Regions from separate parts of the Mus musculus genome. Here regions 1, 2 and 4 are each linked to region 3. A link is a contact called in public Micro-C and promoter capture Hi-C data. All regions are on one chromosome and are shown on one strand. The core of a region is the stretch at or near the end of the contact, and the rest is flanking DNA. Distances in the headings are between cores, read along the strand shown. Region 1 holds the start of Atg9b (autophagy related 9B). Region 2 holds the start of Kcnh2 (potassium voltage-gated channel, subfamily H (eag-related), member 2). Region 3 holds the start of Kmt2c (lysine (K)-specific methyltransferase 2C). Region 4 holds the start of Cdk5 (cyclin-dependent kinase 5).

The links. A called contact is a pair of places that touch in the nucleus more often than the background predicts. Capture Hi-C pulls out chosen DNA fragments and counts their contacts.
Region 1: a promoter capture Hi-C map of liver shows a contact between it and region 3, with 4 times the contacts expected there. The contact joins the promoter of Atg9b here to the promoter of Kmt2c in region 3. A contact is called at or near these places in 3 of 39 promoter capture datasets (the C10 cell line and pre-B cells) and 2 of 9 other capture datasets (adipose tissue and liver).
Region 2: a Micro-C map of embryonic stem cells shows a contact between it and region 3, with 3 times the contacts expected there. The contact joins the promoter of Kcnh2 here to the promoter of Kmt2c in region 3. A contact is called at or near these places in 1 of 484 Hi-C or Micro-C datasets (embryonic stem cells) and 1 of 115 datasets of contacts at active chromatin or transcription factors (microglia).
Region 4: a contact with region 3 is called in a promoter capture Hi-C map of liver, with 4 times the contacts expected there. The contact joins the promoter of Cdk5 here to the promoter of Kmt2c in region 3. A contact is called at or near these places in 1 of 39 promoter capture datasets (erythroid cells) and 1 of 9 other capture datasets (liver).

What each region holds. Positions count from the first base shown.
Region 1 is chr5:24,390,776-24,394,412 of GRCm38.p6, reverse strand. Atg9b (autophagy related 9B) reads left to right here and starts at 2,270. Exons shown (of 14, transcript NM_001002897.3): 1 at 2,270-3,043; 2 at 3,166-3,209; 3 at 3,332-3,396. The coding sequence starts at 2,497. It overlaps Abcb8 (ATP-binding cassette, sub-family B (MDR/TAP), member 8), which reads right to left and starts at 257. Exons shown (of 16, transcript NM_029020.3): 1 at 1-257.
Region 2 is chr5:24,350,311-24,353,773 of GRCm38.p6, reverse strand. It overlaps Kcnh2 (potassium voltage-gated channel, subfamily H (eag-related), member 2), which reads left to right and starts at 2,170. Exons shown (of 15, transcript NM_013569.2): 1 at 2,170-2,566. The coding sequence starts at 2,491.
Region 3 is chr5:25,496,543-25,500,189 of GRCm38.p6, reverse strand. Kmt2c (lysine (K)-specific methyltransferase 2C) reads left to right here and starts at 1,407. Exons shown (of 59, transcript NM_001081383.2): 1 at 1,407-1,800. The coding sequence starts at 1,640. 4831440E17Rik (RIKEN cDNA 4831440E17 gene) reads right to left here and starts at 393. Exons shown (of 1, transcript NR_030700.1): 1 at 1-393.
Region 4 is chr5:24,422,221-24,425,809 of GRCm38.p6, reverse strand. Cdk5 (cyclin-dependent kinase 5) reads left to right here and starts at 2,246. Exons shown (of 12, transcript NM_007668.4): 1 at 2,246-2,361; 2 at 2,924-3,012; 3 at 3,095-3,162; 4 at 3,252-3,312; 5 at 3,422-3,478. The coding sequence starts at 2,325. Slc4a2 (solute carrier family 4 (anion exchanger), member 2) reads right to left here and starts at 578. Exons shown (of 23, transcript NM_009207.3): 1 at 375-578.

The sequences.
Region 1 (3,637 bases), core at 1,021-3,520, 1.1 Mb after region 3:
GCCCCATCCCGACAACCCCTTCCCATTCTCAGCGATGATTGGAGAAAAGACACATCAGTCTTGCTGCAAGCTGTGATTGGATAAAATGTTGGCTGTAGGCGGGACCGAGCAGAAGCAGCTCTAGCTATTTGCTCAGTGGCCTGAAGTCAGGTGCGGGTCAGAGGTTGTGCGACGTTCATTCTCACATTAGAGGACGTCCTGGCGCTTCTGACCTTGAGCCCTTTCTCTAGAGTTGTTCCAGACAATCTCTATGCTCCCTGGCATCACAGGAAGTGGTGGTTTCGTGAGAAGGAATATGTGAAAACAGACCTGAGAGTTAAAAAAAAAAACTACACACAGACACACACACACACACACACACACACACACCCCTCAACCCAAACCAAACAAAAACATACATGCACGTAACGTGCCACCACTTGAGTCTCTAATCTCCCTATGTGATCCTGCTACTCACAGTTATCGTGAATTATTAGTATGTAGGTCATGAAGTTAATCAAAGTGCAACCTAAGAGCTAACCTTTAGGTTCCTTCTTCATTTGGGTCTGAATCACTGGCCTAAGGTTCCAGCTCAAAAGTGAATAGCTCTTGCAGCAGTTGGGCTAAGCTTATTCTTGCTATAATTGTCTCCCAAAGTACCCCCAAGACCTGCTACATAGCTCTGACTAGCCTGAGACTCTCTTTATAGCCCAGGCTTGTCTTGAACTCACCATCCTTCCTTCCCAGTGTTGGGATTAGAGGCTTGAGTCACTATGCCTTCTGTGTAATTATTATTTTTGTTTTAACTCCTCCACTGGGCTGTGGTTTCTTGGTGGGAGTGGCTCTGACTCATACCCGTTCCCCTCCACGCGAGAAAGGCACGCTATTGTCCACTGTCCACCAGGGGGTGCTGTTTCTAGCTCACATTTACTCTCTGGTAATCCATCTGGACATTTGAACATTGTTATGTTACTAGTATCATTGTCATTTATTGGTGGTGCTTCCGGGACTCAATTTTTCTTGAGCTGAGGGTCGCAAAGTCATGCTCTGGAATGAGCAGAGTGAAACTAGACAGAGCAATGAGCCAGAATTTGCTTGAGTTTGGGGCTGAGGAGATAAGGATGTGTGTAGAGGTAGTCTTAAGCAAGTATATACTATATGTGAGTAATGTCAGAGGGAGGTACCAGCTAAAGCCACACTTAACCTCTCTCTCTCTAGAGGTCTCAGAAAGATCATGGGAATTTCCTGCCACCGGGGTACCCCCCCACGCCCACTTCCTTGGGATTCCATTTTGCCACAAAGCATAGCTTTGCACCTTACCTAGACACAAAAGTATGGGAGTCATGAACTCTTGTTATATAAGAAAATCAGGCAGTCTGGGATAAACCTGTGGGATGTTCCATGGATGTCCTCCACGCTCCTCCAGGAAATGCTCTAGGAAGCACAGTTTTCCTCTCCGCCTCTGAGATACTGGCTTGATCGCTGGAGGCCCTGACACCTGCTCCATAAGTCAATATCTCAGGCATGGGCTTCAGTAGGGCAGTTGGTGACTCATGGCCTTGGGAATGGCGTTGGGCAAGCCATCAGACCAGCCACCTGGGCCTCCTCCTCCCGGGTGAGGCAACAACAAAGAACTCAACTGAGCCAGTCCATCCCCACACACCCAAATTATCCTCTCAAGGCCCCTGCCTTCCTGCGCTGACGTGTCTCAGGAGGCCCCGACACCAGGTCAGGACTGGAGGAGAGTACATCAGGGTTCAAGAGGATAAGGAAGATACAGTGGAACTCTCAAGGAACCAGCCTTTTTTCCTTAAGCTCCAATCTAGGATGGCTAGCACTCCTTCCTTTTACTCCTTGTTTTCTCCTGGCTAACCACAAAGTCTGCCCTCTTTCATTCAGAGAAAGAAAATATACAGCTTTTTTTTTTTTTTTTTTTTTTTAAGATAGGGTCAGATGTTGCCCAGAACAGCTTCAGTCTCCTGATCCCGCTACTCTGTCTCCTCCTAAGTGCTGGGAAATCTGAATGCACCTCCTGTTTGGGCATGTGGCCTTAAATCATTCTCTACTGACTGGTGCCCACAGGTGTGAAGGGATGGGAGTGCAATTGTAGGAACGAGAGCTTCACTATTTTGTCTGCACATGCTAGAGCCCTCTGATAGGATTTTGCTCTCTGTGCATATTATTTTTGTTGCAGCTGCCCTGTCTTTGCCACTTGTGCCCTTGAGGACTGAAAGCAGAGATCATAGGTGTCTCTTCTAATCCCAATAGCTCTTGAGCCCCTGCCTCCTAAACTGGTGTCCGTCCCAGGCATGGGGCTTGGGCCCCAGGTTGCCTTGCAAGGAGTGTGAGTGATCACACAGGTGGCTGAGGGTTGGCATGCCTGAGGCCTGCCCAGCCTGAGTCACCTAGTGCTGTTGTTGTCCTGCTCCTTGTTGAAGTCTCCGCTCAGCTTCACTGACCTCTGTGGAAACAACAGCAGTCCAGTCCCTTCAACCTCTCAAGAGAAGCTGCGGCCTGATGGTGAGACGAACGGGGTGGGGGGGGAGCAGGAGGCAACGGGGGCGGTGGGGAGACTTGGGGCCCAGCTCAGTGCCTCTGCTCCCTATGGCACTGCCACTGCCTGCTTCTCCATGCCGGGGAACTGGGGGAAGGAGGATCTCTGTCTTCTCTCTGTCCCCTGCCCCTCGCACAAGAAGCTGCTCCTCTTCAGTGTTCCCTCCGGCCTCAGGGTCTCCCTGCCTGGTGATTCAGGAGGCAGGGGCTTCTCAGACTCCACACAATGTCTTACCCACCCCGACCACACCCTCAACGCAGGCCCATCCCACAATGATACACACCTCTGCTTCCCCCTCGTGGGGGTCCCACTCCACCCCACCCCTGGCCTCGGCCACTCCCCCTCCCTCCTGCCCGCGCCCCCAGGACCATCCTGGGCTGCGGATGGGCCCTCTGATCCCTGAGCAGGACTATGAACGGCTAGAGGACTGTGACCCTGAGGGGTCTCAAGACTCCCCTATCCATGGGGAGGACCACCAACCCTTGCTTCATGTACCCGAAGGACTCCGCGGTGAGTGTGTGGGTATATGGAAGGTTGGGTGGGTTAGGGGGTCGAGGCAGGTTTGGGTTTGATAGAGAAATTAATCACAAATGGGACAATGCCAAGTCTTGACACTGTTTCTCTGTGCCCAGGTTCCTGGCATCACATCCAGAACCTGGACAGTTTTTTCACCAAGATATCCTTTGTGCCCAGCATGCAGAGGGGCATGGTGGGGGGACTGTGGAGCAGGGAAGAGTGGGGGAAGTTTCTACGGGAAGAGTCCGTAGGCTTAGGCAAATTTCTTGACAAACTTGCCACATCTACAGCTATCATCAGCGGAATGGCTTTGCCTGTATCCTGCTGGAGGATGTCTTCCAGCTGGGGTGAGAAGCCAGTCCTATCCCTAAGCTCTGCTCTTTCTTCTTGATTTTAGTATTTATTCTACTTTATTGATTTTTTGACCCAGGGTCTCATGTATCCTAGGCTAGACTTGAATTCCTGTCCCTCCTGCCTCCACTTCCTATGTGCTAGAATTACAGGCACAGTACTGTACCCAGTTTACGTGGTGCCGGAGATGAAATCCGGGGCTTTATATGCTAGGCAGACTCTGTCAACTGAGCTATG
Region 2 (3,463 bases), core at 921-3,420, 1.1 Mb after region 3:
TAAGAATCTGCCATTGGCTTTGACACACACCTTTCTCTAAGTGTTGCTTGTTGCTGCTGCTGGTGGTAGTGGTGTGTGTGTGTGTGTGTGTGTGTGTGTGTGTGTGTGTGTGTGTAGGAGAGAGGAGAGAGAGAGCTTTCTTTAGCAAGCAAGCAGCTCTTAGGAGAGTTACTGTGTATCTGGTTTCTCCTTTTACTGGCAGATAATGGGCCTCGGTGACCTTGTGTTTTCCCTCTGGGATAGTAAGACCAAAAGACTTCCTCAGCAAGTGGCTCCCAGTGGTAAGGACTGCTGGCCAGTCAGACGAGGAGTCCCCTCCTTTTGGGACCAATCTTTCCTGAAGCCTCGGTCTAGAAGGAGGCCATAGAGGTTTCTTCCTTTGGATCTTGCTCTCCGTGCCCACTCTCACTTTTTCTCACTTTCAGTCCCCAGGCTTAGAAAGGAGGACTCTTCACTCACACAGGCCGGGTGTTCCGGGGCCAGAGCAGCCATGAGCCCAGAGGCGCTGAGGCCTCTCAGGCTAAGTTACAAGTTGGGCATCCTGTGTGTATGAGGAAGACGCTGTTGGTGGAAAGGGTCTGAGGGATGACTGTGCAGGCAGGAGTCTCTGGACTTTTTTAGCATCAGCTGGTGGAGCCACCTCCTTCTCTCCCACCGGCTGCCTCCCTGAGTCACTGCCCACCCACTAGCAAATAAAAAAGAGTGTCACCTCCTGGCCAGGGGCCCTGTTTGGCCTTAGTGTTTTCAGGATTTTGCTCCTGGAGTAAGAGTAAGGTAAGAGTCTGGCTGGCGTGGTCTCATGGCGACCTTTCTTGCGCCGTCCGTCGCCCCCTCTCCCCCATCCAATGAAGGTTCCCGCTGGTGACAAGACCCAGCCCCTTGCTGCAAGGACAGAGGCAGCTGCAAGCCCTCAGGAACCCCCACATGGCCCCATCCATCTAGACAGGCCTCTGATCCGGGTTGCAGGCAGGGGAGGGGATTCAAGGCCGCCTCAACTCCAGCTGCCTGGCTCCTCCCCACAGCAGGCCTGCTCAGCTGTCAACACTCGCCTCTCGGCCTTGCCCTGCCCCAGGCGTCGCTGAGCTGCTCAAATCAAGGACACCTCAGCCGCCCGAAGCCCCCTACTCAGGCCCCAACAGGCGGTGGGCAGGCAGTGGGCAGGCGGCTGGTGGACACCCTGCCTGCCCTTGAGCATCCTCAGACCTCTTTGCCTAAATAAGGGAGCTGCTGCTGGAGCGAGCCAGCTGGCAGGGGGAGGGGCCCAAGGCAAGGCCAGGGTTTTCCGAGGGGGCTGGGCCGCCCGGGCCGCCTCGGGGGGCCCCAAGCCCTCCTATTGGGCCTATGAGGTTCCTTCAGCAGAGGGAGGGAAGGCCTCTAGCTCACGGGGATCCCCTGGCTGGGACCTCGCACTCAAGGAAGGGCCTCGCTTTGCTCTTACAGCTAAAAGGCCGCAACTGCTGTCGGTCTCTTTGTACGTGTCATCCATGGAGAGATTCGAATAACCACCGAGAGGTTATAACTCCCTGGAGACAGGGGAGGCGTGCCTCTCTTACGGCTCACCCACCCTTGTCTCAAAATTTTACAGCTTCCACATTCCCTGTTCTTCCCATTTTCTGGCTGTCCCCTGGTCCTAGGGCGGCTCATCTCAGAGCCTAGGCCTCACTCAACCCCGTCACCCACAGCACATTCCGACATCGAGCTGTGGGTACTCAGCCTGCCCTAGGCGCAGCAGGGAAGCAGGAGATAAAGGGTTGGTCCTGTCCCCATCAAATCGGGTTTCTCAGTCCTGAGTCTGGGAGGGGGCGATATGCCCTTCTCCCTGGTCACCTCCAAACCGACCATCGCACCTGTCCTCACCGTTCCCCTACTTAAAGGTCCCTTCCCCCTCTCGGCGGAGCGCGAGTCCCGGGGGCGCGGTAGCGGAGCGAGGGGTTGGGACTCCGGGAGCGCTCGGCGCGGCTCAGCCAATAAGAAGGGCGGGCGCTCGGGGTGGCGGGGAGAGGGCGGTGCTGCCGGCGCGCGGCGACAGGAGGGGGCCGGGAGGCGGGGGCCGGAGCCGGAGGGGCGCGCGCCGCATTAACCCTTCAGCCGCCGGACCAAGCCGCAGGCGCTGCCCGAGCCGCGGGCGCTGGAGCGGCTGTCGGCGCGGCGGCGGCGGGCAGGCGTGAGCCGGGAGCCCGGCGCTGGAGCGGGCGGAGCGCGGCGCGGGGACGAGGTGCAGCCGGGCCCGTGGCACCACCAGCCCGGGTCGACAGACAGGTGTGCCGGCGCCGCAGCTCCAGCAGCTTCAGGCCCGGCCCAGGGTCCGGAGCCGGCAGCCACTAAGCAGAGCGGGAATCCCGCGCCCTCGGTCCAGTTCCGGCCCCGCCCGCACTCAGCTTGGCCGCGGGGTGCGGAGACCACGGCCCGGCCAGGCCACCCGAAGCCTAGTGCTGGGCCGGGCCGGGCCAGGGTGGGTGGGGGCCCGCCCGGCCCGCCCATGGGCTCAGGATGCCGGTGCGGAGGGGCCACGTCGCGCCGCAGAACACCTTCCTCGACACCATCATCCGCAAGTTTGAGGGCCAGAGTGAGTGGGGGAGGGGGCAAGGCGGGGAGGGGGTCTGGGGGGGTGGGTCCAGTTCTGCTGAGTGTGGCTGGGGGGGCGTGCCCGGGCCGTGTGCAGTGCAAAAATGTGAGTCAGTAGGGGCTGGTGGGCCCTGAGACTTACGCCAGGAGCCAAGGGGACAAGGCTTGGTGCCAGGGACCACTGGCATAGGACCAAGGGGCCTAGTGTTGCAGCTAGGGGTCGGAGAGTGAGTATGACACCAGGAATGTGCAGGAAAGGGAGGTGGGATGAGATGTGTAGGTGTTTCCAACTCTAAATGTCCAGAGTTGATGAGATTGTGTGTGTGTGCTGTCCTAAGACTGTTTATGACCTAAGCTGTTGGTCCCTAAAAGTACACTGCGCGTTCCAGTCTTGGCTGTGTTGTATGTGACAGACTAAAACTAGAGGTGTAGGATTAGTGACCAAATCTGCTCTTGAGTGTGTGACAAGTATATGGTCAAATCCCTGTGTCACTAATGAATTCGAGTCTGCATGGGCCGTGGAGAGGCGTCTCCGGCAAGTCCCCAAGATTGTGGGCCCTGTGCTGAGAGGCTGCTGCACACCTGAAGCTGGCTTTGGGGCGAACAGGCTGGCCATGGAGTTCCAGTGTGGTGGACTTTCCTGCTGGGGATGGTACCCCAAGCCCCTTTGGGTTTGGGTGACTACAACTCCCCTTATTCGGACCTGGCAAGGGAGACTTCCAGAAATGTGTCCTAGGCTAGGTGAATGTTTGGTGTTGGTGTGCCTGTCCTCAAGGCTGCATGTGCCACAGAGTGTGTGACTGCAAAGGGCCCCTGGAGCAGGAGGGTGACATTCCTTGCCTGTGACCCTGTGCACACAGGACAATGTGTGCTTTACTGTGTTGGGAGGGAGGGCTCA
Region 3 (3,647 bases), core at 158-2,657:
AAACGCGGCGTCCTGGGCAATTCTGGCCCCATTTTTAACGAATCGTTTTTTTTTTTTTAATGGGAAACAGCTTAGCAGTATTTCCATTTTTAAATCTTGAGCACACACAACGTTCACGCTGATGCATTTCTCTCGGTGTAGAGACATTTTTTTCCCACTCAACCTGTCCGCTTGGTTTTTTGTACGGCAGCCTCCGGTCTCACGGTGTTTAAAACATGACGTCGGACGGAGAAACTACAGCTGGAGTTAGGATCTAACGTTGTCCTGCCACGGTTGCGCCGCACTAGGGAAGCCTACGTGGGACTCCGCCAGGCCTGGAGCGGCCCACGCCCGCAGGGGGTCGCGGACGCACGTGCGCGCACCGCACGCGGGTGCACGCTCCGGAGTGTTTACATCGATCCCTCCCCCCTCCTCCGGCCGGGCTGGACCCTGATCCCGGATGCCCGGTCCGCAGCTTAGCGCCCGCCAGAGCCCGAGTTGCAGCCACCGCCGCGTCAGAGCGGGCGGGGGAGGGGCGGTGAGGTCAGCGGCGGCGGCCGGGTAGCGCGGGGCGCATGCGCGGACTCAGCCCCGTGAGTGGCAGCAGCGCGCTGGGGGCGGGGGCGGGAGGCGCCTGTGTGTGGGCGAGCCGGCGGCGAGTTTGAGAGGTCTGTGGTGCGGGTCGCCCCGGGGGACCCGGGTGCAGGCCTCGCGCGACGGCCACTGCCGTGTGCGTGTGTTGTTTGTGTGGTGAACGCACAGCCGCAAAACTTCCTCCTTTGCTGCCCCCAGAGAGAGAGCGGGCGTGGGGGAGCGTTCGCGAGCGAGCGAGAGGGATCCCAGCGTGAGGGAGCCAAGCTTGATGGGGCCGAAAGCTAGCGTGAGGGAGCGATCCTGAGCGTGAGGCAGCAAAGCGCCGGCCGGAGAGCGGGCAAACGATAGGGAAGAGCGAGAGCTAGCCGTGCGTTGAACCGAGCGTGAGGGAGCTAGCCACAGGGAACGCCGTGAGCGAGCAGTGTGTGAGGGAGCGATCGCCAGCGCGCGACCGAGGGGCCGGCGCTCGCACCACCCCGGAACCCACCACAACAACTGGAGCAGCTGTCAAAACTTCGCCGCGGCGTGGGCCTGACGGGCTGACGGCGCGGGGGAGGGGTGGCTGGCCCCGCCCCGGCCCGGCCCGGCCCGCCGCCCCCCTCCGCGGCCCTTTCTCCTCCCGCCGCGGGCGGCCTGGGGGAGGGGCCGGGCGGAGACCCCTGCGGCCGCCCCCGGCCCGCGCCCCTCGCGTCGCGCCCCGCCCCGCCCCGCTCGGCGCCGCCCTCCGGCCCGGCCCCGCCGGCCCCAGCCTTGGCCGCGGCGCCCCGCCCCGCGCGGCCGGCCCCGCCCGCCCCGCCCGCTTGCCCGCCGCCCCCCGCCGGCCCCTGCGCGCCGAGTGCGCGCGCCCGCGCCGATGTGTGTGAGTGCGTGTCCTGCTAGCTCCATGTTGCCGCCTCTCCCGGTACCTGCTGCTGCTGCTGCTGCTCCCGGGGCTGCGGGAAATGCGAGAGGCTGAGCCGGGGAGGAGCAACTCGAGCAGCAGCAGCGGCGGCGGCTGCGGCCGCTGCGGCGGGAGGAGCCCCCCAGGAGGAGGACGGGGATCCATGTGTCTTTCCTGGTGACTAGGATGTCGTCGGAGGAGGACCGGAGCGCGGAGCAGCAGCAGCCGCCGCCAGCACCCCCCGAGGAGCCCGGAGCCCCGGCCCCGAGCCCCGCAGCCGCAGACAAAAGACCTCGGGGCCGGCCTCGCAAAGATGGCGCTTCCCCTTTCCAGAGAGCCAGAAAGAAGTAAGTTGAGCGCGAGGGAGCCAGGCGGGCGGCCAGCGGCGGCGCGGCCCGGAGCTGTCAGGCCCCCGGCCCGGTGGGGGCGGGGCGGCCCAGGCGCGGCCCGGTTCGGCGGCGCCCGCGCAGGTCCCGCCGGCCGCGCCGCGCACTTTACTTTGGAGTTCGGCCTCGCTTCTGGGAGAACCGCCCGGCGGCTTCCCCAGGGCCTAGCCCGGCGTCCGCACACGCCCCGCCGAGCACGCCCAGCTTGCTGCCGGCCCGGCCTCTCGGAGCCACAAAGCTGTGGGCGCCAGGGACGGAGCTGTCAAACGCCGCGGCCGGGTGGTCCGGGTGCGGCGGCCGGCGCTCTTTGTCAGCTCGCGGCTCCTTTAACTTTTCTTGCTCCCAGACCGGTGCTTTTGCTTCTTAATGATACATTAGGAAGCCATTCGAGCCTGTCCTCCCCATCCCCCACCGCCCCGAACCGCACCGCCCGGCTCCGCAGCCGGCGCTCGGGATCGCACGGGCCCAGGTGTAAGCGGGCGAGTCGGAGTTTCGGGAACGCGGCCGGGTTCCGCGGCGCTGACGGCCCAGAGCACTTTGTTTAGGGGAGACAGCTTTAAACGTCGCTGGACGAGTAACTTCAACTCCAGCTGGGCAGGCAATGGCTTTCGATTGTTTTTGAGCGTCCGTGAGGACTGTGCCGGGTGGATGAACTGGGCAAGAAGTGTTGTCTTAAAAAGTGGTTATTCGGCAACTTGGCTTGAAAATTAAGGAAACCGTTTTAGTGCCAATGAGTTAGTTGATCAGCAATAGTGGCTCTTCGGGGTGCTGCGGAAGATTGGTGACCGTCTTTCAAAGTTGCAGAATGGCGTGTGTTGCTTACTCATTTCATTGTATGATATTCTCATTGAACTGTTGGCGGTGGAAGGGTGCGCTGGGACTTGCAGGAAGAAGTCAGCACATTTATGGATAGGCTGTTTGTTTGGTTTACGTGCATTCATTTGTTGTGTCTGGTGGTTGCAGCAAAAATAGTGTTAACTGAGCCATAGCAAGCAAGCACCCTGGCCTCTCGGAACCCACTAAGCTCTTGACACAGTGTATTTGGGGTGGGTGGTGGAGAGGGTTTGCTATCTTTTTACTACTAAATGTTCCAGGGCCTTTAGTCGCCTGTATATTTTATCACCTGCCAGCTCTTACCTAGCTGTGAAAAATCTTGAGAGAAACACTTTATAGAGGATGTATACATTATTACATTAGCTTCTTTGTGATACAAAGTTGCGAGTTTATTTTGTCTGTTACTTTGTAAGGTGATGGTCTGCATAAGATAACATTATGCCTGCCTTGACTGGAATTTGGAGACGTTTTGTGGAGTTTTGAGTAACTTTGGACTTGGTCAGTTTGACATAAATACTGTTTTAAAAAGCAACATGGGATTAAGCCATATTAGAAGTTTACTTCGATTCATTCCCATTTCACTGTTTGAAAAACATCTGCATCTCATAAGAGGGTTCATGATGGCACAGGCCTGTAAGATCTTTTTAAGCCTAGCACTCAGGAGGCAGAGGCAGGTGGAGTTCAAGGCCAATTGGTCTACAGAGGGAGTTCCAGGACAGACAAGGCAACACAGACAAGGCAACACAGACAATTCCCTGTCTTGAAAAAACAAAACACATTAAAAAATCTTACTATACTTTAATTTGAGGTAAGTAAATGTTTTATATTTGCATTTAATTCTTCTTTTTTGAGAGAGTAGACATACAAGCGCTCATTTTTGCATTGTTAGGGTCACGCACTTGCAAATGCTTGAGCACACACCGTGTGCTTCCCATTGAGATGAGTTAAGGTGTATTAGTGCAACTCCTTTGAAC
Region 4 (3,589 bases), core at 997-3,496, 1.1 Mb after region 3:
TCTCTCAATCCCGAGATCCGAGGAGTTGCGGTCCCAGGCAACCCACAAAGTGGCGAGTTTCTGGGGCACAGGGTCGTCTGGAACCCTCACGGGAGTGGGAGAGCGAGCTGAAGGCAGTAGCTCCCTGAGACTACCCGCTCCTGGTGACAGGGGGCGCGGCACCTTGGCTTTAGGTAACTCTTAAGAGGCGGACCACGGAATCTCGCTTCCGACCCGTACTCCCACTCGCCTCCCCATCCTTCTCCCTAAAACCTCGCTCCCTGCGCCCCAGTCCCCGCCCTTTCCTCCAGTTCCACTCCCTCGGCGCCCGAGTCTCCAGTCCCCCCCCCCCCTCCGCGGCCCTCACCCTCCCTCTCCGCCACCTAACTGCTTACCCGCTAGCTCTAGATTTCGTGTCCCGGGGGTCTCCGGGTCTCCCCTGATCCTCCGGAACCCTCGCGCGCTCCCGACGATTTCCCGGTGCCCACCCCGGGGCGCGCCCCCGCCGCTCCCAACTTCTCCCAACTCAACTTTCCCCCGCGCTGCGGGCAGGCCAGCCTCCAGCGTGCGCGCCCCCCGCAGCGCGCCGTGCGCGCCCCCGGCGCGGCTAGCTGAGAGGCGGAAAGCGGACGCTGAGCCTCCGCGGCGGGGGCGCGCTCCCAGGCACAGCCCGACACCGCCGACACCGCCGGCGCGGCCTTCCGGCTGTTCCCCCCCCCCCGCCACCCGCGGCGAAGCTCCGGGCTCGCCTTCTCTTAGCTTTAGTGAGCCACCTCTGTGAGGAAAGAAGCCAGCTTTACGTTGGGGATCGAGGGCGTGGAGTAGGCCAGGAAATTGAGATGCAGGGAGTCGAACTACAGATTTTTTGACGTTAAGGTTCTGCAGAGCCCCCGCCCAAATAACACCACTGAAACACCAAGAAAGCCCCGGTGTCTGCTTGAGAGAACGGGTGGCAGGCGAATGTGGAGTAATGAGTGGGTGGGGTTGGGTGGCCAAGACCCTGAACTGATGGAAAACAAGACAACTTGTTGAAGATTCCTCCCTTTCGCTAGAACTACCTCCGGGCTAAATGGAAACCTATTCATAGCTGACACCTCTATTTGAAAGACCCTTGCGTGTCATCATGTTTTCTCAACTAAGTTATCAATTATTTCAGATAAAGAATACACTTTATGCGTCTTCAGTCTGCCACGTGGGTAAATCACAATATTGTTTATGCAAAAGCACTCAGATTTAAGTGAGTTAATTGACAAACGGTTAGCGCCTACTCTGGTTCCGCGCTGAGGAATGCTGTTTGGGGCCATTTTCGCCCGGTTCACAGCCCTCAAGAATGCAATCATGAGACAATTAGAGAGTAGTGCAAGAAAATCTATAATCAACTCCTTTATAGGATGAGGTAAAGGCTGCTTGCTCCAAGTGTAGCAACTGTCTGTGGTCTTGTCTGTTGAGGGAAGTAACTGACCTGCCAGTCTTCGTGGGCCACACCCTGGCTGACTCCAGTGGGCCTGCTCTGAAGACTGGGATCTGGGGGACACCCAGGCTCCAGTCAGCTGGCCTCGGCATGTCAAAGTGGAGCCGCTGGAGTCCGGTGGGTTTCGAGACGATAAAATGGGCCCAGCAGAAAGAGGGGACTCTGGCGTGTGTCCTTCCACTCAAATCCAGACTCTAACGGGGCACACCTGTCTCGCTGCCCAGCCCTGTGGTCAGCTGGTCCCTGTGAGGTCATCAGCAGTAAGACATCGCTCAGAATCATTCCCCAATCAGTCCTGGGGTCACCAGGTGGCCTAGGAGAGGTGAAAACTAGTGCTGAAGCTGTCAGGAGGTCGCTGGTGACTCAAAACACCCAACCAGGTCAGAGCCGGGCCAACAGCGCTCGGGATCTAGGCCGTCAAACGCAAACTTCAAGCAGAGAGCACCCCACCCCCACCCTCACTGTATTCTGGAACGCGTAGTCCCGGAGAGGCCCTTTTCTGGAAGGCTGTGAGCACAGAAAAGGAATAATAACAAGAGCGGGGCACACTGGGAGCCTCCGCGCCTTGGCGGAGACGCCCGACACGCGATGCTTCCTGGGAGTTGAAGTTTAAGGTTTGCCTCCGCGATGGAAACGAGTCCCTGGAGTTGATCGCTGCAGAGAGCCCGAGCGCAGCCTGTTGGACTTTGTAGTCCGCGTGTCCTCCGCCACAGGCATTCTTGGGAACTATGGCTTCCCCGGGACTACAAGTCCCAGATGCCAGTGCGTGGTGAGCAGGTGGGCGGGGCTGGAGCTGTGAGTACCACCTCCTCTGCAACGCCAGGGCCGGGAGTCTTAGAACCGAGGGCCCGCAGGGGTCCCCGCGGCCGCTGCAATGCAGAAATACGAGAAACTGGAGAAGATTGGGGAAGGTAATGGAACCACGAGATGTTCCTGCAAGGTCTTTTTCTGAAGACCCTACTTGCAGTCCCAGCTCCCTTACCGTCAGCTATACCGGCAGGCTCCGACCTCAGCACTAGCCAAAAGCCCTGGCCGCTGAGTCCCTCACCCAGTGCAGAAACGAACCCTGTGTTAGCATCTGCGGCAAACTCTTGCTCTTAGCCTTAGCAATCTCTGTGGACCAGCCTTCCTAACCGCGGCACTTCCTGCATTTCTCGTCCCTAGCCCCAGCATCACTTGCAAACCTCACCTGGGATTCCTGCTTCAATTCATTGCAGAACCTCCAACCTTAACATTTTTGCAGGCCTTCGTTCCTCCCCTAGGTGACTCCTCGATACCCCCCGACCCTACCCCCGACCCGGGAGTTTATGGCAGATTCTCCCTGCAGCTGAAGCCTTGAGTTATTTTAGGCACCTTCTCCTTGGCATCCTCACTCACAAAACTACTCCACATCTGGCCTTTGCCCTGAGAACTTACCCTTACACACTAAGATATTGAGAAGGATCCTCTCCCTCACCCCCAACCTTCCTCTAGGCACCTATGGAACTGTGTTCAAGGCTAAAAACCGGGAAACTCATGAGATTGTGGCTCTGAAGCGTGTCAGGCTGGATGATGACGATGAGGTAGGCCTAGGGCCTGGGAGGGAGGGGGGGTCTAAAGTCTGTCTTGGGTTTCGTGTAACTATTACCCCCTTGCATGTTGTAGGGTGTGCCAAGTTCAGCCCTCCGGGAGATCTGTCTACTCAAAGAACTGAAGCACAAAAACATTGTCAGGTAGGATAGAACCTCCTTATTAGACTGGGCTGGTATTGGGATGTTAGAGGCCAACTTGGAGATGTGGCTAAGCCTTTCATTTTCCCTAGGCTTCATGATGTCCTGCATAGTGACAAGAAGCTGACACTGGTTTTTGAGTTCTGTGATCAGGTGAAAGAGGGGCTTGGGGGGGGGCGGGGCATATTTATCATGGGAGGGTATAGGAGTCCAGACTAAGGTTGAACTCGGTCCTCTTCTCCTCACTGCAACCTCTATTTAGGACCTGAAGAAATATTTCGACAGCTGCAATGGTGACCTGGACCCTGAGATTGTGAAGGTGAGAGGAAAGATGTCTAGGGATTTGTGGCACCTGGGTATGCCTATATAAATATCAGCACTCTTTGACTGCCAGGTTGGGGCGCTGGGGTACCAGGGGAACCCTGTTTCT